Regions from separate parts of the Mus musculus genome. Here all the other regions are linked to region 2. The links are chromatin contacts, called in public promoter capture Hi-C maps. All regions are on one chromosome and are shown on one strand. Each heading gives the region's core, a stretch centred on a gene start, on an enhancer-like site or on the middle of the called end of the contact. The rest is flanking DNA. Distances are from core to core; before and after follow the strand shown. Region 1 holds the start of Arv1 (ARV1 homolog, fatty acid homeostasis modulator). Region 2 holds the start of Slc7a5 (solute carrier family 7 (cationic amino acid transporter, y+ system), member 5). Region 3 holds the start of Exoc8 (exocyst complex component 8). Region 4 holds the start of Urb2 (URB2 ribosome biogenesis 2 homolog (S. cerevisiae)).

Region 1 (6,113 bases), core at 578-3,077, 2.8 Mb before region 2:
AAAGCAGACTCCTGTCCCCGGGAAGACACCACTGTGAGGAACACCACGCCTCTCCAGTTACCAGTGAACTGGTAGTTGTGCTACCCTCTCAAATGTCAATCTCTAGCTGGGCAGTGGTGGCACACGCCTTTAATCCCAGCACTTGGGAGGCAGAGGCAGGCGGATTTCTGAGTTCAAGGCCAGCCTGGTCTACAGAGTGAGTTCCAGGACAGCCAGGGCTACACAGAGAAACCCTATCTCGAAAAACTTAAAAAAAAAAAAAAAAAAGTCAATCTCTCTGTCAAAATGGAGGCATAGAGGCTAACATTTTTTCAATTACCTGTGAGTTAAGAGCAAGCACTCTTAGATGTCGAGCCCAGGACGGAGGCTCTTCCCAGATCCCCTTTTTCTGCACAGATGTGGAGGTTATATCTCTTCCCCCAAGCCCAGAGATGCACCATTAGTGCCAAGAGAAACTGTTAAAATGGCAAGTCCCTCTCTGTCTTTTAAAAGCTAGCTAAATCCCACTTCTGGACAGTATCCCAAATGTCAGGACAAGGAGGCAGACAAATTTGGAAGCAGGAGGGGAAAGACCAGCATCAGGAAACACAAAACTCCTCCTATTCCTTCGGTATCACTTATCAGCCAGATGTTCGTGCTGTAGATGCGACAGGACAAGAGCTCTCCTTCCCCAGAACTTCATGGGCTCCAAGAAGCTAATCACCTGGAGCCACTCACAATCCTCTAACCTCAGGGACCTGACAGTTTAGAAGGCTAAGACAGCATGCCATCTTGCCATCTGAAGACTGTTACAATGAGAGGCAGTGACCTCTACCCAAAGAACCTCCTTCTACTACCCTGTGTCCATCCATCCTCACATAGGGAGCACGCTGACTTCCTCCATCAGTGGACCTGATGAATCAGTGAGTCCTTTCCCACCAGAACTCTCTCCACTGCTTCCTCCTGCCTTCACTTAAGAGTATAAAGAGGAAACACACAGAGAGACATTCATTCTCTCCCTCCCTCTCTTTCTGTTCTGGACCTCCTGCCTCCATCTCCCAATTGCAGGGATTACAGGCGTGGTGCTGGAGCCGGAATCTAAGGCTGCCCTACATGGCGAGCAACATCCCCGGCCGTGGTAAATGCTTTCCATTTCGGTTAAATTGTTGTATTATTTACTATTAAATTGACAAGTACCCCGATAAGACACAGTTTTCTTCTAAGAACTCTCTACAGTACCAGACCTCAAATACTGCTTCCATCTCCTCAGGATCAACAAGAGAATGACACGCTTCCTGCTACAATTCCTATTTCCTTAGTGAATCACATCTCTCTCCATCACTCGTTTATTCGCTTGAGACACACACTCTCTCTCTCTCTCTCTCTCTCTCTCTCTCGCGGCAATCGAGGCTGGAGTCCAACTCGTGATTCTCCTCCTGCCTGGCATGCGAGTGGAGTGCTGGAGTCATAGAAATGCGCCACCACTCCTGGGTGCCACAAGTCTTAGAACATCTATGGCCTAGGCAGTCTTCAAGCACATCCTTGCTTTCTCTTTCACACCATCACAAGGACCACTCCTCCCCCACGTGCTCAAGCTCCCAGGCCTCGCCCCGGACCACAGCAAGTTCGGATCCGCCTTCCTAGCCGCGCCCCGCCCCCCGGCGCGCTCACGCAGATGGTTATCTTGAGCACGCCGTGGCTGTAGTCCCGGTACAGCTCCTGAGCCTCTCGGTTGCACTCGATACAACGATACAGGCAAGAGGAAGAAGTCGCCGCTGCGCCTTCCGTGCCTTTCCCGGACCGCGTCCCCCTACGCCCGCCGGTCCCCATGGCCACTCTAGGGCTCCTGCTTCCGGCCGCTGGCGGAAGACGCCTGGACTGGCCTTGGGAGGGGCACCCAAGGGCTTACTGGGACTTGTAGTCCAAGCGCTGAATGAGTGCTTGAGGCTAACAGGGCGAGGACTACAACTCCCAGCGGGTACTGCGGCTGCGCGCCGCGCCCACCTGCCCGCGGCGGGCAGAGCAGGGCCGCGCCTGCGCCGTGCGGGAAGATGGCACCTGCCGGCTGCGGCTGCGGCTGCTCGGGCAGCTTGGGTGCTGCGGTGGTGCGGCCGCTGCTCCTGCTGCTGGGGGCGCTGGCCTGCGCGCGGGCCACCGAGCACTACTCTCCGCTGTCCTTGCTGAAGCAGGAGCTTCAGCACCGGCAGCAGCAGGAGGCCCCGGCGGGCGGCGGCTGTCCGCAGTCGGGGGACTGGGCGGACCAGTACCCGGAGTGCGGTGAGTGGGCCGAGCCGCCCTCTCCCTGGGCCGCCCCTGCCCAGCGTGGAAGCATCTGGGAAGTGGGGGCACCGGGGATGGGCTCAGGTGGGCGGCGGGGATAAGGACCTGCCTGGAGGGTGCCTGCTGGCGTGCACGGGCCAGGAAGTCAGACTTCTTTCTGCTTGCTCCGGTAGGTGATTTGCCCGATCCCCACCTCAGGAATCCAATCTTGAGAGGTGCAAGCAGGTTGGATTTGCGGGGTGACATGAGCACTGACCCGTGCTCCTCAGATGTACCCCCAACGGTAGAGAGAGAGCTTCAGGCCTGATTCCTGCGTGCATTCCAGCTGCTCAGGCTCATTCATTGGTCAGGCTCTGGGCAAAATGCACATGCTCTTTCTGTTTTGAGTTGTACAGTGGGCGTTTTTACCCATCAGTACCCTCTCCACTCTCCCTTCCCCTCAGTGGGTGTCCCTCCGACTTGCCGTGGGGAAGGTCTGGGTCTTCTATACCTAGTAGCAGCTGGCTGATAATGCCTTTTAAAACATCCCACCAATGTTCAGCACCATATGCCTACCCAAACACTACCTAGTTTCTTAGCTGAGATGCAGTCTCAAGATTAGTGCAATCTGACTTCCTTTGAGCACCATCTGACTTCTTGGAATGGCTTTTGGACTTATTTTGTGTCTTGGCTTTGCCTCCCAACACTGTTGCAGCTGATGTGGCCAGCATTCCTTAGTGAATCGAATGACCATTGTTAATGTCACCTCCTGATTCAGGGCAGGGGGTTACCTGTCTGTGAACTTGTCTGTAAATAGGAGACTCCGTTTACTTGACTATGAGGTTTTGTTTTTGAGAAAGGGTCTCTCTGAGCCCAGGCTGGCCTTGAACTTGCATTTACCACGATCCTTCTCTACAAACCCTCCAAGTTGGGCTTACAAGTGTGAGCTTCCATGCTCAACTTTACAGACAGATTTTGTCTTAACCACCAAAGGCTCTTAGTAGGAAATGCCTCTCTTCTGTTTGTCCCAATCCTGGACGATTACATGGAAGTTGGACTCTGTGACGCTTACCTCAGGCACCTGTCCTAGACTGTGGGGACAAATTCAGGACAGGCAAGTAAGCGTGTCATAGCCGAGGGGCTATTCTCATCAGTATTTACAGCCCCCATACCACCAACACAATGGTCTGCTCTAGATATCCAGAACCTCTCAGGTCTCACAAATCAGACAGGTCTGACCTCACCACGAGGGCACCTTTGGAATACCGTGGTCACTTTCTTACCTGCCCACGTCAAGCCAGACTCTAGACTTGGGGCAAAGAGCTGCAGCGTTATTCTCAGGTGCCAGTTGCTGAGGGGTAGATGCCTGCTTGGGTCTCAGTGTGCAGCTTACTTGCTCAGGCTCAGTCTCACACTGCAGCACCCCCTATGGTGGAGGAGAAAATGGTTCCAGTGAGAGCAAGTGGATCAGGCTGGAGGTGTCCGTCAGCAATGGCTGGCCCTGCTGGTCCCGGGTAAAGTGAACCTGGCCAACCTGCAAGGATGCTATGTGTCTCTGCAATGTTTTCGATCCTATTTTCCCATGAGAAGGTTTTTTTGTTTTTGTTTTTGTTTTGTTTTGTTTTTTTTTAAATATGATTTACTTATAGTTTTGTCTTTGTGGAGGGCGGTAGGTGTGTGCAGGTGGCCATAGAGGCCCGCAGAGGCCAAAGCGGGCATCTGATCACCTGAAGCTGGAGTTACAGGTGATTGTGAGTGCTAGGAACCAAACTTGGGTCTTAACCCCTGGGCCTGCTTCAGACCTGAGAGAATAATCCTACTCTTTTAGGAGAAGAAACTACCTGCTATATTATTTGTTCTTGCTTTCCTCTTTTTCTTTTTCTTTTTCTTTTTCTTTTTCTTTTTCTTTTCGTTTCTCTTCTTTGTTTGTTTCTTTCTTTTGCTTTATTTTGGCCTAGGCTGGAACTCACTATGTAGCTCAGGGTGCCCTTGAGTTGGTGACAGTCCTCCTGCCTCAGTCTCTTGAGTGCTGAGAATAAAGGCATGTGCCTCAAAACCTGAGAAACTTATTTTCAAAATAAAAATTTGTTTTTTTTTTCTTATTCCTGTGGCCCTATTTTTAATTTGTAAGTGTGGGAGGAAATACCGAGCGGAGTCTTTCCCCAATTCTCTTCCCCAGTCCCATTACACAATATGAAACGCTCTGTGCCTTTTGTCAACACTGAGCTAGTTAGTGTTCATTACCATTTTCCCAGGAGGAAACTGAAGTCAAAAGCTAAGCAAGCTTTCCCTCGGAAGAATCCAGGTTTGGGATTAATTTGATTTTGGGCTATAGTCTCAGTAGGTTTTTTTTGCATATCGGCATAATTTCAGTAAGCATTAATATAATAAGTCCTACATCTTAAACTTATTGAAAGTTATATTTGTTGTTTTGTTTTGTTTTGGTTTTTGGTTTTTCGAAACAGGGTTTCTCTGTGTAGCCCTGGCTGTCCTGGAACTCACTTTGTAGACCAGGCTGGCCTCGAACTCAGAGATCCACCTGCCTCTGCCTCCTGAGTGCTGGAACTAAACCACTACCACAGGTTTGAAATAAGTAGTTTTGCTTATTTGTTTATTTTTAATTAATTTTATTTATTCTTTTAACGAGTGCTCTGCAAGTACACCTGTATGCCAAAAGAGGCCATCAGATTCCCTTTTATAGATAGTACTGAGCCACCATGTGGTCGCTGGGGATTAAACTCAGGACCTCTGGAAGAGCAGCCGGTGCTCTTAACCACTAAGCCACCAGCCCCAAAACTTGTATTTTTAAATAACACTTAGGATTTCAGACTTTACATGTGTATTAAAATGTGTCACTGATCCTAGTGGTTTGGACTGTGTAGCCACAGGAAAGCTGTGTGTGTACCAGGCATGGATGAGTGTGCTGCACCTTAATCACCTGACTGAGTCTCTTACAGGGAGCTGAGTTTGGTGTAGGGTGAGCAGACCCGGGACACCTGACTAGAGGAGTGTTTGGGGGGGGAAGGGTGGAGTCCCACGTTGCCGATGTTGTGCAAGGCAGTGAGCGAAGACTGGCTGTACTGACAGAGGAGCTCTGGAGAGGAGCTCTGACTAAAGAATTCAGGTTTTCTGCTCTTTCTACAAACCTACATGGTGTGTCATTCAAGCAGAACGCCGCCTGGTTCTTTACAGATGTCTGAAGCTACATCTTAGTAATCAATCACACGCGTTTCTGGTAACTTCCAACACGCCTTTGGTTTCTCCTCCTCTGCAGTGAGAGGAGCGATGAACTTCTTTTCCTTTTGAGGTGTTCTGTCGTGTATCCCAGACTGGTCTCTAGCTCTCCACACGCCAGGCTATGTGTATCCCACACTGGTCTCTAGCTCTCCACACGCCAGGCTATGTGTATCCCGGACTGGTCTCTAGCTCTCCACACGCCAGGCTATGTGTATCCCGGACTGGTCTCTAGCTCTCCACACGCCAGGCTATGTGTATCCCGGACTGGTCTCTAGCTCTCCACACGTCAGGCTATGTGTATCCCGGACTGGTCTCTAGCTCTCCACACGCCAGGCTATGTGTATCCCGGACTGGTCTCTAGCTCTCCACAGGCAAGGCTATGCCTCTCAGCGTCTGATCCTTCTGCATCTAGCTCTCCACACGCCAGGCTATGTGTATCCCACACTGGTCTCTAGCTCTCCACACGCCAGGCTATGCCTCTCAGCGTCTGATCCTTCTGCCTCTAGCTCTCCACACGCCAGGCTATGTGTATCCCACACTGGTCTCTAGCTCTCCACACGCCAGGCTATGTGTATTCCACACTGGTCTCTAGCTCTCCACAAGCCAGGCTATGCCTCTCAGCGTCTGATCCTTCTGCC
Region 2 (6,632 bases), core at 2,804-5,303:
TCTCTAAGCTGTTTGGCTTAGCTGTTGCCCTTCCTCTCACTGTTCTCACCAAATTTACTTCTCTGAATGGGGAAGTATCTGCGTGTGTGGTTGTGAGACAGACATGGTCCTTCAGCCTCTGTTCCAGAAGCTTCTTGTGGTACCGAGGCTTAAGCACCTGTTTCTCTCGGAGGGAGCCGGGTCCTCCGCTCTCTTGCAGACCAGCTGTGTGGTGTGTGATACCATGACTGCTGGCAAGAGCCACTCCTTCCTGTCCTTAACCTCTGCCTCTGCCATGCTCCCTACCCATCTCTGTGTTCAGGGAGACAGCGGGGAGCAGTCTGCTTCCACCTCAGGCCCCTCATTGATGGCCTGAGGAGCCTGTAAAGGAACAGGGCCTACATGTTTCACTCAAGCTTGAGACAGGGCCTCACACACCCACACCAGCCTAGAACACGTGATCCTCCTGCCTCAGCTTGCTGAGACTTGGGTTTGCAGGCGTGGACCACCAGGCAGATCGATCATGGCCTTCTTGGGTTCAGGGGCAGAGTCTGTGTCCACAGGAGGAGAGAGAGGCCAGCTGTGTTTCTAGGGCTGAGATTAATCTCGTCAGAATTTCCTGTCAGTCTGGGGATCTTTCTCAGTAGCACTCAAATGCTCCTGAATTTGGAAGTTCCCAAAACTCACGGTGGCTCACAACCCTCTGTAACGCCAGTTACAGGGGAACCCAATGCCCTCCTCTGTCCTCTGTGGGCACCAGGCACACACTGGGTACACAGATACACATGTAGTCAAAACACCCATCTACATAAAATAAATCTTTGAAAAATTAAGTATTTTAAGCAACAACAACAACAAACCGAGGCAGGGTTCATAAAAAATGGCTCAGCGGTTAAAGATGCTTGTAGCCAATCCGAATGGCCCGAGTTCAACCCTTGGTACTGATGTGATAGAGAGAGAGGCGCGACTGCACACACTTCCATCTGCAGAAACGCTCCGGTTACTGTGCCGCTGTTGTGTGGCTTTTCATGGGTAGATGCAAACAGACTTCTACTCATCCCCAGATAGCGCACTGACAGGCCCGGTTCCATGCAAGTCCAAGTTGGTGAGTGTGGTGGTTTGTATATGCTCAGCCCAGGGAGGGACTATTAGAAGGCGTAGCCTTGTTGGAGTAGGTGTGTCACTGTGGGTGTGGGCTTTAAAACCCTCATCCTAGCTGCCTGGAAATCAGTATTCTCCTAGAATGAAGATACAGAACTCTCAGCTCCTGCGCCATGCCTGCCTGGATGCTGCCATGCTCCTGCCTTGATGATAATGAACTGAATCTCTGAACCTGTAAGCCAGCCCCAATGAAATGTTGTCCTTATAAGAGTTGCCTTGGTCATGGTGTCTGTTCACAGCAGTAAAACCCTAACTAATACAGTGAGTGAGCTTACTGTACCCAGCTACTTACAGCAGCATAGGTGACCAGATAGCAGTGTCAACATAGCAGTATCTATACTAAGTCCCCTTACCTCCCCAGTCAACCTTCTACCTCCCTAATGCTCTGCCACACCCAGACACATGTACCTAGGGTGGGAGAGCACACCTGGGAAGTACCGGCCAGAGGGCCGAAGGGGGGCTCCGATGACCCGCCCCGCCCCTTTCTTCTATGAAGGACTGTACAAGGTACGCATTCTCGTTTCAAGATGGAGATAGGAAGACAGGCTCCCCAACATCCAATCAGTCCAACACCATTTTAAATAAATTACTGACCAGTTGAAGAGCTAACCACTAGGAACACACACCGGGAGCCCCAAGTCAGGAAATTTAAGATGAAACTGCTCCTCCATCCACCAGTAGATGGCGCCCCTGGAAAACATTTCAGTCTTAGCTGTTTGAAGAGGTGTTGGGGGGGGGGGGGGCACCAAACAGAGATAATACACACCAACGGTTGCTTTGCAGGAAAAAGTTTAAGGTCTTATCTAACGCTGTGATAAGCAGCAGCAGAATCACGAGCCAGGGGTCTCGGGGACATTCACTGGGTATTGTCACCAGAGCAGCTTCTGCCCAGGGCTCAGGTCCCCCTCTTGATCTCTTGTTCATTCTCTCTCTGAACTCCAGACCCAGAAGAGCCATTTGAACCTGCTGTGTTCCTCCACGACCACCGTCCTTGGCCTCTGGTAGTGGCTTTGACTTAACTATGGTTGTGATTTTATACCTCCTTGGACTATTGCTATCTCTGGTTCAAATCAAAGCTTTCCCACGGCTGCGATGCAGAACCCAGATTCCACTGGGAACAAGGACAGATTCCAAAAGAAGCAAGGGTTAGTTAGCCACCCACAGGTGAGAGGTAAGCAGGCTGCTTGCCTGGAGGTAGGAGGCCGTGAGGCTGCGCATACTGGGCAGGCAAGTTACACAACTGCAGAACTGGCTTCCTCGTTTACTATGAAGTGTTTCTAAGAGTTGCCACGTGTCCTATTAAGTTAGACGATGTACCTTGGAATCTTAGCGATGTCTCAGTGGGTTGGTGGTATGCTTTTAGCCCTCTGAAAGGACTATGTCAAGAATGAGAAGCAAGTTTCTCAATCTTCCCAAAGCCATCAGTTTAGGCAGTCTGTACTGTGGCATGGTTAATGTTGGTGTGACCTTTTAGCTCCATGGCTTCCCACTGCTCAGGCTACAGAGATACCAGCTTGTCATTGCTTGTGAATGGCTGACATACTGGGGGTTGGGGGAGGTAGCTCCAGTGACCCTTGGAGTCTTTGGCTGAACACCTCCCCGACATGGGCTTCCAAGGGGCAGCTCTGGCATTCTTGGCTGCAGCAGTAGATCCAAAGATGGGGAGAAGTTTGAATTTCTTCATTGGTCATGCCTCAGCAGTGGGGAAGGCTTGGCAGACTGGACAGTTTAGCAGAGCATACAGGGCTCTGTATCCTTACAAGTCTGAAGGTTCTTAAATTAAGCCCCCCCCCCCACCTTCCCTTCTGCTTGTCTGTGAGTTTTCCTGGGGACTCCTTTGGACAGAAAATGGAACAGCTGGTGAAAAGGAGGGGGTCTTGGGGCTCCTGGACTTATCTTGACCAATGAAATTTTCCAAGCGTACCATCAGCTCAAATTACACAGCCCATACCACGAGGGCTTGAACCCACTTCCTTGAGCTCACCGGTGGGCGTCACGAAGATGCCAGAGCTGATAATGGTGCCCACGATGATGGCACCAGGCCTGGGATGCTGAACCTTCCAGATGTGTGACCACATTATCTCAAAAACCCTCTTACCTAAGATTTCCTAAGAATGACAACCTAAAGCCCTTTCACCCTACAGTAGATTGGGTTGGTTCCCTTCTAAAACTTGCTTCTCCAGATTGGGTGTACCACTAATCGAGCTTTTGTCAAGACCCTCCTTGGGACCAGATGGATATCTAAGTCCAGGAGTAAGCTGGCTACCATTCTGGTCTATTCTTCCGTTTCCTCCAGAGCTGACGGATCATTTCGCCCTCAGACTCGTTTCCTCTGGACCAAGTTGGACTATAGGGGTGCCTCACCCCACAACCCACCCCCACTTATCCTAGATAAGATATTTATCCTTCATCTCCCAGACGCACAGGATATGCACACTGGAGGAAGCGGAGATAAACACCCGCGAGGCAGGGCCAGGATTCCGGGCAGGTGTTGGGACTATACACTGAGCCACCCCCCTTCCGGTGCTTTCTCCCTTGACAAGTCCTCTGCGCCGCCTGGGGCGGGAGAAGAAGCACGCCCTTACCAATCGGCCCTGACATCCTGCACAGGACTTGTGAGGAGGTGTGAGTCGACTCTCCACCCGCGTACAACATTCGGATCTTGTGAAACACGCCGCGATAAACCCATCAGTAGTCACGCCGCGTTAAACACATCAGTAGTCCTCAGTTTCAGGATCTTAACGCTCCACGTGCTCTAACAGACTTGGGGGCGGGGGCCCGCGAAGGAGGCGGGGTCGCGCGGGCTGAGGGGGCGGGGGCCTTTGCGAGCTGAACCAACAGCAGCGGCGATGGGCGGAGCCTGGAGGGCGGGTAACGGTAGAGATAAAAGGCCGCGCGGGCGGGGCGGACGCAGACGCACTTCTCAGTACGCGGAGAGCGGCTCGGCCGCGCGCACGCCGGGTATCCAGGCCGAGCCGGGAACGCCGAGAGCATGGCGGTCGCGGGCGCCAAGAGGCGCGCGGTTGCGACCCCGGCGGCGGCGGCGGCGGAGGAGGAGCGGCAGGCGCGGGAGAAGATGTTGGAGGCGCGGCGCGGGGACGGCGCGGACCCCGAGGGCGAAGGCGTGACCCTGCAGCGCAATATCACGCTGCTCAACGGTGTGGCCATCATCGTGGGCACCATCATCGGCTCTGGCATCTTCGTGACGCCCACCGGCGTGCTCAAGGAAGCGGGGTCGCCCGGACTGTCGCTCGTGGTGTGGGCTGTGTGCGGCGTCTTCTCCATCGTGGGCGCACTCTGCTACGCGGAGCTGGGCACCACCATCTCCAAGTCAGGCGGCGACTACGCCTACATGCTGGAGGTCTACGGCTCGTTGCCCGCCTTCCTCAAGCTCTGGATCGAGCTGCTCATCATTCGGCCCTCCTCGCAGTACATCGTGGCGCTGGTCTTCGCCACCTACTTGCTCAAGCCGGTCTTCCCCACTTGTCCGGTGCCCGAGGAAGCTGCCAAGCTCGTGGCCTGCCTCTGCGTGCGTAAGTAGGGGTCCGGGCTGGGGTGGGGCCGGGCTGGGGCGGGGCCGGGTGGGCGCGAGCCAAGGTTCCTGCGTTTACAGCTCGGCAACACCCATCCCAGTATCCCTCCATCTGTCCATCCCTGAACCATCTCGGCAGTTCCAGGCTAAAGTCACAGGCCCCAGAACCCACGTGCGTTTCTTTAATCCATTCATAGTGTCTATGCTTTCGGGACAGCCCTCGCGAGACCTCAGTGGGTCGCGGCTCTGACCCCGCGGCAGGCATCCCGCTTCCCGACCTGAATTCTAAGTACGAGAGATCTACTCTGTCCCGGGTGAGAGCAATACACTCCCTGCCTTCAGCAAAGCACCACGTGGAGTGGCAGATATGCCAGTTTCCTGTTTCAGCTTCAGTTGCTGACTGGTTGCTAAGAGGGAAATTGCAGTTTAAAAAAAAAAATCACTTATGTTCTTAAAACCGGCCTATCAGGAATCAGTGAACTGGCTGACTCATAAGAAAACAGTAGTAATAAATTTGTGTGTGGTAGTGATGGCTGCTTGCTCGTTTAAGATGAGTAGCGGAATCGTGTAAAGCCTGCCTGTCAGTAAAGGACTAAAAGAAACTCGGCTGCAGACAGACGACAGTCTGTGTGGGTGGGCTTGAGGGGTCCCAAGATGTGCCAGGTAACAGCTGTTGAGTGTAGCCTTTATGGGACGCATAGGTCAAGACGGATTGATTTCTGCTTTCAAAAACAGTTGTGTGATTTTTCAGGACTGGGGGAAAATGATCGTTTGAAGCAAATGCCACATGATTTGGTGGTGGAGAGCAACCTGGAAATAAATCATGCTACTTTCAAAATTACAGATGAGTTCAGGCAGCTAAGACCGATGTATCTGTTTGTTTTGAGAGCTGTGTTGATAGTGCACACAGAGAGGGTGATGGGGAGGTGGGCTAGACTTGGTTGTGAGCCATGGAAGTCCGGGGCTGCTGTTAGCACTGGGGCCACTGCTCGATGCCAGTGCCTGTTTTGGCTTTGGCCCTGAGACTGTCTCCTGTTATCAGACCCAGCCGGGTGTGCCCTTCAATTCTGAGACCACCCACTCTGCTCTGTAGTGCCAGTTGGATGATGACCAGTAAGGTCTTCTGTGTGCTTGGTTCATGTGTAAACCGTCATAGCTAGAGTTGGTCTTCAAAAGCACTGGGCAGTCCAGGGAGAGCCTGGCCTCAAACGGGACACTGCATACTCAATTTTAATTGTCCAGTTCTCCTTATGGATGGTAATCTCTTTAGGGATAAGGAATGTCGTGGGTACCTTTAAGGTTTGTTGTTTGCTTGCTTGCTTGCTTGCTTGCTTGCTTGGTTTTGAGACAGGCTCATGCTATGCAGCCCTGGCTGGTCTGCAGTTCTCTGTCTCCCAAGTGCAGGCAGTAAGTGTGTGTACCATCATGCCAGGCTGGCATGGCTGTCTTTAAAGAGCCCACACTCTTGTCAAGATAGTTCTGGAAACTGCAGGTGCTAGTGACATATGGGAAGCAATGCTTGCCCACAGGAGGCTGTGAGCACTGAGGGCTGGCAAATGTCCTTTCTTTTAAAATTTGTTTTCTTTTTTTTCTTTTTTTCCATTTTTTATTAGGTATTTAGCTCATTTACATTTCCAATGCTATACCAAGAGTCCAGGTGCTCTTCCAGGTCTCTGAAGGCCTGGGCGCCGGCTCCCGGAGGATTGCACTCTGAGGAGAGTTTCAGTGTTCATGGAGTGAGTGCCCTGTTCTTTCTCGAGGGCACTTCTGGGGAACATAGTGTTCCCTGGCTTCCATGCCTTAGGAAAGACCCCGAGGAAGCACTGAGAGTCAGGTTTTAGGGCAGAGGTCTGGTTTACGTGGTTGAGTCTTCTGGAGTCCTCTGTGTTTGTCTCTCCACAAGTTTCCTTCACCTAGTTAAGACTGGATTGGGAAATGACTTGGCCTCCATCCCGAATGA
Region 3 (6,534 bases), core at 2,396-4,895, 3.0 Mb before region 2:
TATGTATGTGTATATATATGTATATGTATATATATATATATATATATATATATATATATATATATATATGTAAAAGATTTTGGTGGGGGAAAACTCACAACCAGAAAACACCTCCATGAAAGTAAACGTTGCAGAGAATGAACACCACCACCACTAAAAGCTAGACCCGAAGAGGTTTACCACAGCACCTTAATAAACTGCCAACAGGGAGAAAGACCATGGGACTGGAGAGATGGCTCATCGGTTAAGAGCTCTGGCTACTCTTCCAGAGGACTCTGGTTCAGTTGCCAGCACCCACAATACAGCTCACAGCTGTCTGTAACTCCCATAGACACACATGCAAGCAAAGCATCAATGCACATAGAAAATAAAACTAAGTAAAAAGGGAAATGTTAGAAAGCACACATATTTGCTTAAGTTCCTAGAAATGATAAAAACTGCTAAAGGGCCAAATCCTTCCCAAGGAAACAAAGAAAATCCCCATAATTAACAACATTTAGTCAGTGCTCAGGGTGCTGAGACACTGTACATCCTTACGGTCAAGAGCTCAAAACTGCTGTTACATCATTGCATAGCAACAGACAGTTCTGGATATAGGCATGACCCCTAGTGTAGGGGACAGCACACCTCAGCCCTGGCTGTGATATCTCCTCCAACATTGTCACTGTCGGGACGATGAGGGAGAATTTAGGATGAGCTGGAGCTGCCCCTGAAGGTCAGAGGAGGATAATGTATGCCTGAGATGCTGACCTGCAGTTAATGGAAGCCCCAGCAAAGAGGCTTGCTGGCTCCTTAGCCACTCCACCTAGAGCCTAGATGATAGGGCTTTTGCTCAAGGCTAAAAATATCCGTTTCTACCTAGTTCACTTTTACTGAATGGCTACTGGGTTTGGTAGCACATACCCATAATCCCACCACTTGGGCTGAGTTAGAATTGTGAGTTTGAGGCCAGACTGGGCTAGACAGTAAAACCCTGATCTTGCTTGCTCCCCACACCTGTGTGGCTCAGTATACCGTTATGTTGGCTCCTGTCAGTTGGTTGATTCGATGCATATGTTTACAGAACTCTGGGCCGTGTCCTTCCCGGTCTTTATCATTATTAGTGACAAATAAGTAGGCATGTATCATTTCATGCAAAAGAGTCTGAAACAGAAAACCAGCGTATTAATTTTCTAGGGCATGTCTAAAGATAAAAGGAATTCTCTTTCTTTTTTTTTTTGGTCTTTTGAGACAGGGTTTCTCTGTGTAGCCCTGGCTATCCTGGAACTCACTCTGTAGACCAGGCTGGCCTTGAACTCAGAAATCCGCCTGCCTCTGCCTCCCAAGTGCTGGGATTAAAGGTTTCTGCCACCACGCCCGGCATGAATTCTCTTTCTTAACCTGCAGTCCTATCCTTCTGCAGACCCAAGTACAAACCTTTACATATAATATTCCAAGCTCTGCAGAACCCAGTCAACAATCCCCTTCACAGAATTAACATTTTTCACAAAGGCCCATTTAACTTAACCAACCCAAACCCAAAAGGTCAGTGAATCCAACCACACAAAACTTTAAAATCCTGATAGTGAAAACTCTACAATCCAGACTCCAGGTGCCGAACCGGAAATGCCAACACTGAAAGAGCCGACAGCCTGGTGCGTACCCGTGATGGCAAATCTCAAGATGGAGGCAGAAAGCTCAGGCGTTTGAGATCAGCTCACCATCAACCCCTCTAAAAATAGCTGGGTATGGGCATGACAGCTCACTGGGGAAGCTGAAGCAAGAGAAGCATAAAGACCAGGGCCAACCTAAGGAACAGAGACTCTTGTCTCTTAAAATCAACAAAATAACCTGGCCAGGAATGGTGGTGCACAGCTGTAAACCCTTGGGTAGAGGCAAGAGGATCTTGTGGTTGAAGCCAGTATGGGCTGCTATCAAGAACCCATCTCTAGCCGGGTGGTGGTGGCACACGCCCTTAATCCCAGCACTTGGGAGGCAGAGGCAGGCGGATTTCTGAGTTCGAGGCCAGCCCAGTCTACAGAGTGAGTTCCAGGACAGCCAGGACTACACAGAGAAACCCTGTCTCGAAAAACAAACAAACAAACAAACAAAGAACCCATCTCTTAAAAATAAATAAATAAATAAATAAATCCTGCAAATCAACTTGTTGAGAATCAGGCTTATGCAAAGAATACCTCTACAAGGTCCTTTCTTGGTCTCAGTTTTAACAGGGGCTCACTGAGACGGATGGAGCACATGCCTCCTCTCCCTTCATAGGTGCAGATCCCAGCACACCTGGAAAACAGTCACAACAATGGATTAGGGTCAACGAATACAGAGGAGACAGAACAAAAAGCAAACCTTAGTCTGGCATGGTGGTGCAGGCCTTTAATCCCAGCACGTGGAAGGCAGATGCAGGAGGATCTCCGAGTTCCAGGCCAGCCTGGTCTACAGAGTATGTTCCAGGACAGCCACAGATACATAGTGAGGCCCTCTCCCCTCTCCCCACAAAAAAGGGGGTGGGGGTGGGCAGCAAATCCCTAACAGTTCTTGGGCAAGAACTGTTTCACAAGAAAACGTCCCTGATGGGAGGATGGCTTTCCTGAGTGGGTCACTTGGCTTCAGAGAGTTAACACTTGCTAACCCTCACCCACTGTCACCCTCTCCCCTCCGCACAGGCATACATGGGCACTTCTCCCAAAACAGTCACAGGGCTGGTATGAGGTTAGAAGTACACTACGTCTTAGCCTGCTTTACCTCAAGCTGCTATGTGACAGTGTATGTGCGGGGCAGATTACTATCTCGAATAGGATTTCTCAAACTCTGATAAGGGATCCGGCTGGTTCATCACTGAGGGACGTTGGGCCCGGGACTGGGGAGTGGGCACGTTTCCCGGCGACCTCTCCCTGCGCCGCGAGGCGGGGACACCAACGACAATTTAGCGGCCTGGCCCTTCCCGACGTTCCGAGCCGTTCGCGGACGCACTCACAGGGTCATGCGCACACTCCACTTCACCTCCACCGCCTCCAGCTGACCCCAGAAGAAGCGATCGTTAAACTGCAGGAAGAGCGCCTGCAGGTCTGGGGTGGGGTCCACCAGCTCCCAGGACGCGTCCACCAACGACACGGGCTCCCGCGCCGCCGCCGCGCGCCGCGCCATCTGCACGTCCCACTCCTCCTGCAGCCGCAACGCGACCACCAGATCCTCGTCCATCCCGCTACTCCCACCTCGGCCGCTCCCAAGACGCCGGTCGGGCTCGTGCGGCGCACGGATCTCGCGAGGCCTCCCGGCCCTGCTGTCAGGGCGCGCGGGCTAGCCTCGAACGCCTAACCGAAGGTGGCTCGGCGCTGCCCCGCGGGCACAGGCTTAGGAACGCTGGGCTCGGGCTGGGGACGGCTTTAGGCAGCCGGTTGTCTCCTGACAGCCGCTGAGGTCCGGCGACACACGTCAAGTCTGGTCCGTGCCGGACCCTCCTCTGACTTCCGTGCTGGCTCGTCCGCGCACGCGCCTTAAGACGCTGCCGTTTCCGCGCAGGCGCATTGTCCGCACTCCGCCCCGGGCGCAGGCGCAGTGCGAGCGGCTCGACTCTGGCACAGGCGCAATGCAGCGCTCGGCTCCGGCGCAGGCGTTTGGGTGTTGCTCCCGCCCCGCTTCCTCCGCTGCCTTCTCCACCGGGCTCGGGTGGGGCCCGGAGGCGGCGAGTAACAGCCACTGCGGGCCGCGGGAGCAAGACGAGTGGCAGCCATGTCGGACAGCGGGGCGAGCCGCCTGCGGAGGCAGCTGGAGTCGGGGGGCTTCGAGGCGCGGCTGTACGTGAAGCAACTGTCGCAGCAGTCGGACGGCGACCGCGACCTGCAGGAGCACCGGCAGCGGGTGCAGGCGCTGGCAGAGGAGACGGCACAGAACCTGAAGCGCAACGTCTACCAGAACTACCGGCAGTTCATCGAGACGGCGCGGGAGATCTCCTACCTGGAGAGCGAAATGTACCAGCTGAGCCACCTGCTGACTGAGCAGAAGAGCAGCCTGGAGAGCATCCCGCTGGCACTGCTGCCCGCCGCCGCCGCGGGCGCCTCTGCGGGTGAGGACACGGCCGGCGCGGGGCCGCGGGAGCGCGGGGCGGTCCAGGCGGGCTTCCTGCCCGGGCCGGCGGGCGTCCCTCGAGAGGGTTCCGGGACGGGCGAGGAGGGCAAGCAGCGAACGCTCACCACGCTGCTGGAGAAGGTGGAGGGCTGCAGGGACCTGTTGGAGACGCCAGGTCAGTACCTGGTGTACAACGGGGACCTGGTGGAATACGATGCGGACCACATGGCCCAGCTGCAGCGCGTGCACGGCTTCCTCATGAACGACTGTCTGCTGGTGGCCACCTGGCTGCCACAACGGCGAGGCATGTACCGCTACAACGCACTCTACCCGCTGGACCGCCTGGCGGTGGTCAACGTCAAAGACAATCCGCCCATGAAAGACATGTTCAAGCTTCTCATGTTCCCCGAGAGCCGAATCTTCCAGGCGGAAAATGCCAAGATCAAGCGCGAGTGGCTGGAAGTGCTGGAGGAAACCAAGAGGGCCCTCAGCGACAAGAGGAGGCGGGAGCAGGAGGAGGCAGCAGCCCCGCGTGCGCCACCACCGGTCACTTCCAAGGGCAGCAACCCGTTTGAGGACGAGGATGATGAAGAACTGGCCACCCCTGAGGCGGAGGAGGAAAAGGTTGACCTTTCCATGGAGTGGATCCAAGAGCTGCCGGAAGACTTGGATGTTTGTATTGCACAGAGGGACTTTGAGGGTGCCGTGGACTTGCTGGACAAATTAAATCACTACCTGGAAGATAAGCCCAGCCCACCTCCTGTGAAAGAGCTGAGGGCCAAAGTGGACGAACGAGTGCGACAGCTCACCGAGGTGCTTGTGTTTGAGCTCTCCCCGGATCGCTCTCTGAGAGGCGGCCCCAAGGCTACTCGGAGAGCCGTGTCTCAGCTGATCCGGCTGGGCCAGTGCACGAAGGCTTGCGAGCTGTTTCTGAGGAACAGGGCCGCAGCCGTGCACACTGCCATCCGCCAGCTCAGGATTGAGGGCGCCACGCTGCTCTACATTCACAAGCTGTGCCACGTCTTCTTTACCAGCCTCCTAGAGACCGCGAGAGAGTTTGAGACGGACTTTGCAGGCACTGACAGTGGCTGCTACTCTGCCTTTGTGGTCTGGGCAAGGTCGGCCATGGGCATGTTCGTGGATGCTTTCAGCAAGCAGGTTTTTGACAGCAAGGAGAGCCTGTCCACCGCTGCTGAGTGTGTGAAGGTGGCCAAGGAGCACTGCCAGCAGCTGGGAGAGATTGGGCTGGACCTCACCTTCATCATCCACGCCCTGCTGGTGAAGGACATCCAGGGCGCCCTGCACAGTTACAAGGAGATTATCATTGAAGCCACCAAGCACCGAAACTCGGAGGAGATGTGGCGCCGCATGAACCTGATGACTCCTGAGGCCCTGGGCAAGCTCAAGGAGGAGATGAAAAGTTGCGGGGTCAGTAACTTTGAGCAGTACACGGGAGATGACTGCTGGGTGAACTTGAGCTACACGGTGGTAGCCTTCACCAAGCAGACTATGGGCTTCCTGGAGGAGGCATTGAAACTGTACTTCCCTGAGCTCCACATGGTGCTCCTGGAGAGCCTGGTAGAAATCATCCTGGTGGCTGTGCAGCATGTGGACTACAGCCTGCGCTGTGAGCAGGACCCCGAGAAGAAGGCCTTCATCAGGCAGAACGCATCCTTTCTCTATGAAACTGTCCTCCCGGTGGTGGAGAGGAGGTTTGAGGAAGGTGTGGGGAAGCCCGCCAAGCAGCTGCAGGACCTCCGGAACGCATCCCGGCTCCTGCGGGTGAATCCCGAGAGCACGACTTCTGTGGTCTGAGGCTCTGCTCTGTGTCTTTGTGTGTGTACGTGTACACGTGCTACAGATGCGTCATTTGTATTTACATTACACAATGTCAGCACATTCCTCAGAGACACAGACAGCATATAAAAGTGCCCTCTGAAAAATGCAGTCAAAAGGAGAAAGATAATGTGTTAAGCATCACATACAACCCCCCAATACTGGGACTGTCAAGAGCACATACCATGTCTTGCTCTGTTTTTTAATAATTCTTTAAGTAGAGTGTATGGTCACACCAGAACATTTCAGGCTACTCTTTAACTTGAAAGACACTTCTCACGTTAGCACATCTAGGAGCAGTGCACTTCCATGCTGCCTAGAAAAATATTAGGTCCACAGGGTTTAAGTATGTTGTAAAACATTCCAAGTCAACAAAATGGCTTCGTAATGGTCAGTGCTGTGTGACACACCTGTGTCCTGTACTGAGACAGATCAACATGAAAAGAAATGAGTTGGGAAAACTGGTTTGGGATAAATTTCAATATGTGGGCCTCAGGTCTGTCAGTATTTGTAGCATGTGGAAGGAAGCCTTTATAAAACTTTGCAGGCATCCAAAAGTCACTGAAAAGTAGCATGTTCCATGGCTAATTGGATGCATCTTTTTGGGGGAGGTGGGAGAATCACAAGGACTACGTTGAA
Region 4 (6,742 bases), core at 3,089-5,588, 2.1 Mb before region 2:
ACAGTAATCAAACTGGCTCTGATGATACACATCTATATTCCCAGCACATGGGTATACAAAGAGGAACATGAGTTGAGAACAGACAGTAATAAAAACTAGTTCAGAGCTGGAGAGATGGCCAGGTGGTTAAGAGCACCGAATGCTCTACTAGAGGTCCTGAGTTCAATTTCCAGCAACCACATGGTGGCTCACAACCATCTGTACTGGGATCTGATGCCCTCTTCTGGTGTGTCTGGAGACAGCTACAATGTACTCATATAAATAAAAATAAATAAATCTTTTTTTAAAAAAAGAAAAAAACTAATTCATACACCAGGCACGGTAGCCCATGCTTATAATCCCAGGTGGCAGAGGCATGCAGATCTCTGAGTTCAAAGCCAGCCTGGTCTATGTAGAAAGTTCCTGGACATCCAGGGTTACATAGAGATACCCTGTTTTAAAAAAAAAAAAAAATTGGGGGGTGGGGGGGATACTATTACAACTTCCTTCTTTTCCCTGCAATTTCCCACATATTCACATAATTTTCTAAAACTTGGCAGTAACAAGAAACGAACCAAGACGCACATAGCACAGGTCAACAGAAGAGACCGTGACTCACTTACCTTGACAAGGGAGAGCTGGAGATTTACAGTCTTCCCATCCTTAAGGAGGTTCTGCAATTTCTTACTATGTAGAATGTTATCTACATAGATCCAGAGCCTTTCAACAATATCTTCCTGCAGTTCAAGCTTTTTCTTATAAAATGCAACCAATGACTGCCTTGCCCAATCAAGTAAAACCTGGATTTATAGAAAGCATTTATAGAAAACATATTCTGTAAATGAAGTTCTTACATGAAAGATTTTCACCCAATCATGACCAAATTCTACTGCATGAAAAACAAAAACGATTTCCTGTTAAAAGTGTATCTGCAGTATCAGTTACCACTGAGGTTGAAGCACTCACTGCAGGAGCAGCACTTCAGTCTACAAGTTCAAGATGAGACTGAGCAACACAGCAAGATCCTATCTGAAACCGATAGGCTGAATATGATTACACACGCTATTAATATCACTACTTGGAAGCTGAGGCCAAAAGGTCTCAATTCAATGGCAGCATGACAGGTATAGTGAAAGTATTTTTTTTAATCCTCACTTGTGTTAACATTATAATAATGTTTTGAAATCTTGAAATGTTTATTAAGGAAAAACAATGATGTCTTCATCTGGCCTCAAAGAAAAGTTTCAATAAAATTAACATTATTCAATGGTCTTTTCTAAGAGAAACACATAAATATCCACAATGTCCACAGAAGCAATCATATATGCAAATCAAATGGCAATGAGGGATAATTAAAGAAAAAAAGGAATGAGAATCAGAACATTCGGACATGTGTGCTCATTTTCCCAAGACAAGTAACTTCTAAGTCTCCCTCATTCAGGAAACACAGCCAAGGGGAACGGATGCACAAGTGTCTATGGGAGAAAAGGGCTTTGGACACATGCAGTTTCCATTCCTGTAACAGTGTTTTCTCAAGCACAATACACTGAGAAAAGGTGATGCTTCAGCTCGCAGAGCTGTGTGTATGAGTCTTCTGTGTGTGCCATATGTGTGAGATCGTGAAGATGGTGGTGGTGATGCTGACGATAAGAAAGCCAGGGCCTCAGGTGTGCTGGACAAACACTGGACTGAGTTGCCCTTGCTCACTTCTACTCTGCAGCACTGTCCGTAGGTGTGACAGACGAGCTGGGCTCTCGCTCAAGCCTACCAGGATTACCCTTTTGTTTCATGTTGTGCAGCGCTGACCAAGGAACTGCCTAGCTGTCAAGATGACTCAAACACGTAGTAGGTGTGGACACTGACAGGTAAGCTAACTGTTCTGCAAACCACACCTCGTCACTTCTCTCACAATTATAATACAGTCTGATACCAGCACTGGATGGAGGCCAGCCCTATTCCATGAGCTTGTCATCCTACCACAGCTGCACTGCCTACTTTTTAGCCACAGCAACTTAAGAAATCCCAATAGAACATCATAACTGGTACCTACCTGCTTCTAGCTTGCCCTCAGACTAGCACTTTCCAACTTCTCAACTTCCCGCCTAGCAATCCAAAAGCCCCACTGCTTCTTCACTGACAGTGACTGCAAATCAAGTTTTCTCCCCAACATGTCTTCTAATCTTTTAAATGTTAATATCCAAGCTGTACATGAAATTATTTTAGATCATAAAACGTACAAGTTCTACGTTAAACTTACTTGTTCTTTATTTGGTAGAAAGCACTGATGGGAAATCCAAGCAAAGTGAGCTAATTTTAGTTTATCTTCCCAGGAAGTTGTCTTGCTTTTAAGTTTAAAGGAAATACCAGAATAAACAGCAGCCATTGCTACACGTCTTCTACAATTAAAAAAGGAAAATAGTATTATAATAAGGCCTAACTGAACAGACACCAGAAAATGGACAGTATCTTTTAAAAAGAAAATTTTTTATGTATATGTGCCTGAGTATATGCACTCAGGAGTCCAAGAAGGTCAAAGAGGGCATTAGAGTCTTGGAGACTAGAGTACAGATAGTCATGAGTTAGGCGCCATGGAGGTACTGGGAACTGAGCCCAGGTCCTCTCTGAGAGCAGCTGTACTCCTAACTTTGAGCCACCTCTCCAACCCCTCCCTATATACCTTATTGGGTACAATTAGGAAGCAGAGGCCAGCCTAGGATACATGGTAAGATGTTGTGTCAAATATATAGTTAATTTGAAACTGGCTTTCATCAAAAGCAGGTAGACAATAGATTATAAGTACTCCTGCTGTGATCACACTTAGAGAATACAGGAATTCAATAAGGAGAAATCAAAGTGTGTAAATCACTCACAGGATGACAGTCACCATTCATGATTTAAGATCGAAAGAGATGGTTTAGCACAGCTTCAAAACTGTGTTGTGTAACAGGAGTAGCACTATTAAATAAGCAAAAAAGCAAGCAATACAGTACTTGAAGAAAATAATGCTTCTTGAAGTGAAAAAGAAATTAGGTGATGTGGCTGAGGAAACGGCTCAGCAGTAAAGAACACTTGTGACTCCTGTAGAGAGCCCGAGTCCAGTTCCTAGCACCCACAACGATCTGTAAGTCAATTTCCAGGGAATTCTGCATCTTCTCCCCAGGATCCTCATGAATGTCAGACAAAAGGAGCAAAGAGAGAAAGAAACAGAATTCAGGCATTAATTTCAATAAAAATGCTCTTACTTCTACTGTAACAGTAACTCGTCACACACAGCTACAGTAGACAAAAACCATATACAATCTTTAAAATCCCAAGTAACAAAGGAAAGGATACATTAACAACCTACACTTGCTATGAAACCCAGCTAAACCTTTTGAGTTTTTAAAAGTCATAAAGTTTGTTTCCATTATGGTAAACAACTTAGCTTAAACCCTGACAGAACATTCACCACGCTGCTGTGTTGAGGCAAGAGACTGTGCACTTTGGAAAGCTTACTACAGGCCTTCAGAACTGAGAGGCCTCCCTTCCTGTCCTCGCCCTCTGACTACCTCGGGAAGGGTTTAGGGCAGGGTTTTTCCACCTGCGGGTCACACGCCCACAAGATTGCAAACCAGGTATTTATTCACATTATGCTTCCAACAGTAGGAAAATTGCAATTATAATATAGCAACAAAATAACTTCATGGCGGGGGGGGGGGGGGCGTGTCACCACAACATGAACAAAGGGTTGCAGGATTAGGAAGGTTGAGAATCAATGTTCTAGGGGGCTGGAAAGATGACTCCGTGGTTAGGATTACTTACTGCTGTTCCAGAGAACCCAGGTTCGAGTCCCAATATCCCACATCTTGGCTCACAACCACCACTCCAGTTCTAGAGGAACGCCCCTCTTTTATCCTCTGCGGGTGTACATAAAACACCCATACAAATAAAAAGTTTGGTTTTGGTGGTGGTGGTGGTGGTGGTGGTGGTGGTGGTGGTGGTGGTGGAGGAGGAGGAGGAGGAGGAGGTGGTGGTTCTAGTTTATCATGATACCTTCAAATCCTACTACCTGGATCGGGGCTCCCTCGAGTCCGAGCTCCGTGTAGGAGATCGGGGTGCTCTCTAACGTGGGTCTCCCTCAGATCAAGGTTCTCTCAAGTGGAGCTCCTTCAGTTCGGGGTAAAGCAGTTCAGAACCTCAAGCAGGGTTCCATAGCGGGAACTCCCTCGGGCAGAGGCTCCTCCGATCCCGGCTCTCCAGCCGGTTCCCTCCTGTTAGGACTGGTGTCCGCATCCGCCAAACTGGCGCCTCGGCGCAGAGGAAACCCAAACTCTCCAACCGTCCGCTCACCTGGGACCTCCACGGCGGCGAGCCACATGTGAGGGAGGCGCTTCCGGCAGACGTTGACGCCAACGGCTCGGGGCGGGGAGGGGCGTCACGCAGACATCGCTAGAGGAGCGCCGAGCGCGCCCTGGCCGCGGCGGCGTCGCGCGTCCGCGGCCTAGCCCGGCGTGCCCGCTCCGTCAGGCGGTCATGGGGCGGCCACCGAGAACCGCGAGCGCGGGAGGACGTAGGGCGCGGGGACCCGGCTAGCCGGTCGTCGTACGGAGTCCTACGGCGGGCAACCGATACGGAAGCAGCCGGTGCCGGGGCGGCGGCGGGGCAGCGGGAGCCGCCTGGGATGTTCAGTGAGTGCGGGCGGGGCGCGGGACAGGGCGGGGGGGGGGAGGGGACGCGGGGGAGGGGCCTCGGGCGGGAGAGCGCGCGCGCGCGCGCCCGCCCCTGCGCAGTCCCGGCCCTGCTCGCGCGCGCGCGGGTCCGAGCGACCCCGCACGTGGCGGCCCCGGCTGCACGCGCCCGGAGACCCCGCGGCCCCGCCGGGCGCCCTCGCGCGGAGCCAACTGCGAGCTCACGAGGGCGCTCGGCGGAAGTGGGCAGCGGACGGAGGGCTCGCGGCTGCCGCGGGGAGACGCGGCCCCGCGGACCTCGCAGGCGCTGTGGCTCCGGCGTCGAGAGGTGAGTTTTCCCCTTCGCCGGGACCGGCAGGTGGAGGATAGCCTCGGGGCTCTGCCGGGAGTCCCGTCCAGTCCGACCCGCCCTATTAGAAAGTGAAGTAGGAAGGGAGTCTGCCTTTCTCCAGGTTACAGACTTTTTGGCTGTAACCTGGGGCTGAGTGTCACGGATGGAGTTGGTGACCGCAGAGACTTAGAGTTGCAAGCCGTGTAGCAGGCGAGCTTGCTGCCTCGGTTTCTTCTCCTGTAAAATGGGAGGGTAATTTAAGCCCAGACTCTGCTGGTAGTGGTGGCGCACTCCGTAATCCCCACACTCTGTAGGCTGAGGCAGAAAGATTGCTGCGAATTGTTGGCCATCCTGGTGTACGAAGTGAGTTCTGCACCAGTCTAAACCACAGAGTGAGACTTGGTCTAAATACACGTGCATACACACACACATACACATATGAGAGCCTTGTTTTATGAACTATAAAGCGAATATTAAATCAGAAAACCCAAAATGTCAGTTTGTGCCTTCAGTATTTGCCATCAGTAATAAATAAATTTGGTTCGTGTGTTTTGGGACAGTCTTCCAACTGTGAGATTTGTGTGTACTTCTGTCACTGAAGAGAGGCAAAAACCTCTTCTGACTACTTAGTAACTGGTTATTCTTTTTGTTACTCTGTCACAATCTATGAACAACATCTGGGGACAAAAGAAGGGGCTTTGCTTCTTTTCTGACTTGTTTTAGCTTGACCTTGTGTGACGCCAGCGCTGCTCATTGAACACTACTTGAAGTCACGGTTCCAGCCTTCCACGTAGCCAATCAGCATGTTAGCTGATTAACTTGCAGGCTCTCGTTGACATAAGCATCAGTGAGCGGTTGGCCCAGTGCTCCCCTGCAGTCCCGTATGGGATCAGTGGAGCATAGGGTGCAGGCTCAGACACTGTCCACGAGACTGCGTTCCCTCCCATTCAGGAACTGCGTGACTTTGGGCAAGTTGTCTGATAACTACAGGCTTCAGCGTCCCACCTGAAGCGTTTACCTGCCTAATAGAGTAAAAGCAGATAGTCTGTGGGAAGTACTTAAGATGGCGTCTTACTCAGCAGCGGAATGTTAAGTAAACATTAGGTATCAATGGTAGTGTAGGACTGGGATGGTGTTCCAGGCTCTGGGAGTAGAAGGGCAAAGACCAGGAAGCCATTTGAGGAAGAGATAGCCAGACAGAGAGAGCATCAAGGTTTGTTCACACCAGGTGAGCATTTGTAAGGGTGCCTCCTTAGGAGAGGGCTTGGCCAAAGCCTGCTAAAAGGTGAGGGAGCCTCAGTAAAGTGAAAATGGAAGTGGGTAAGCAGCATTCCAGCGAAACCTCGAAACCTCGAAACGACATGATGGGTTTTTTCACTGGGTTTCCTCCAGTGAAAGCAGTGAGTTTTAAACTGATGCATCACATTGGCTTTTTGGGAGGAAGGCCTGGAATGGAGTGGGGCTGGGTCGCAGTAGAGAGGCATCCCTGCTTCTGTACAGCTTCTAGCTTAGTACAGAAATTTTTAATCTGAATTTCAAAGCTAAGAGAACATTAAAACAAAACATGAAGGTACAGGTCGTTCTAGACAGTATTTCCTAAAAACCATGTTTTGGTGTGTGTCATGTACCAGGTTACAAAGCAGGTTTCTCTGAGAAGTCTCTCTGTGATTGGAGAATGTTATCCCATGTTGTGGTCTCTGCTCCAAGGCAGCCTTAGTTGTTGCTCCAACACCAAGATGGTCTTCAAGAGGGCATGCCAGGCTGG

What was found. Promoter capture Hi-C pulls out the DNA fragments that hold promoters and counts their contacts. Capture Hi-C pulls out chosen DNA fragments and counts their contacts.
Region 1: a promoter capture Hi-C map of liver shows a contact between it and region 2, with 2.9 times the contacts expected there. The contact joins the promoter of Arv1 here to the promoter of Slc7a5 in region 2. A contact is called at or near these places in 1 of 39 promoter capture datasets (pre-B cells) and 1 of 9 other capture datasets (liver).
Region 3: a contact with region 2 is called in a promoter capture Hi-C map of liver, with 2.1 times the contacts expected there. The contact joins the promoter of Exoc8 here to the promoter of Slc7a5 in region 2. A contact is called at or near these places in 2 of 39 promoter capture datasets (liver and pre-B cells).
Region 4: a contact with region 2 is called in a promoter capture Hi-C map of liver, with 5 times the contacts expected there. The contact joins the promoter of Urb2 here to the promoter of Slc7a5 in region 2. A contact is called at or near these places in 1 of 39 promoter capture datasets (pre-B cells) and 2 of 9 other capture datasets (adipose tissue and liver).

Annotation. Positions count from the first base shown.
Region 1 is chr8:124,717,880-124,723,992 of GRCm38.p6, reverse strand. Arv1 (ARV1 homolog, fatty acid homeostasis modulator) reads right to left here and starts at 1,827. Exons shown (of 6, transcript NM_001368372.1): 1 at 1,651-1,827. The coding sequence starts at 1,809. It overlaps Ttc13 (tetratricopeptide repeat domain 13), which reads left to right and starts at 2,021. Exons shown (of 23, transcript NM_001373939.1): 1 at 2,021-2,256. The coding sequence starts at 2,031.
Region 2 is chr8:121,905,107-121,911,738 of GRCm38.p6, reverse strand. It overlaps Slc7a5 (solute carrier family 7 (cationic amino acid transporter, y+ system), member 5), which reads left to right and starts at 4,053. Exons shown (of 10, transcript NM_011404.3): 1 at 4,053-4,673. The coding sequence starts at 4,133. It overlaps BC048644 (cDNA sequence BC048644), which reads right to left and starts at 3,906. Exons shown (of 2, transcript NR_167716.1): 1 at 3,726-3,906.
Region 3 is chr8:124,894,816-124,901,349 of GRCm38.p6, reverse strand. Exoc8 (exocyst complex component 8) reads left to right here and starts at 3,645. Exons shown (of 1, transcript NM_198103.2): 1 at 3,645-6,534. The coding sequence starts at 3,724. The coding sequence ends at 5,874. It overlaps Sprtn (SprT-like N-terminal domain), which reads right to left and starts at 3,456. Exons shown (of 5, transcript NM_001111141.2): 1 at 2,969-3,456; 2 at 2,175-2,274; 3 at 1,015-1,143. The coding sequence starts at 3,192.
Region 4 is chr8:124,019,093-124,025,834 of GRCm38.p6, reverse strand. It overlaps Urb2 (URB2 ribosome biogenesis 2 homolog (S. cerevisiae)), which reads right to left and starts at 4,338. Exons shown (of 10, transcript NM_001368414.1): 1 at 4,309-4,338; 2 at 2,237-2,375; 3 at 603-779. The coding sequence starts at 2,362. It overlaps Taf5l (TATA-box binding protein associated factor 5 like), which reads left to right and starts at 4,438. Exons shown (of 5, transcript NM_133966.3): 1 at 4,438-4,646. It overlaps Mir1967 (microRNA 1967), which reads right to left and starts at 3,194; the gene lies at 3,113-3,194.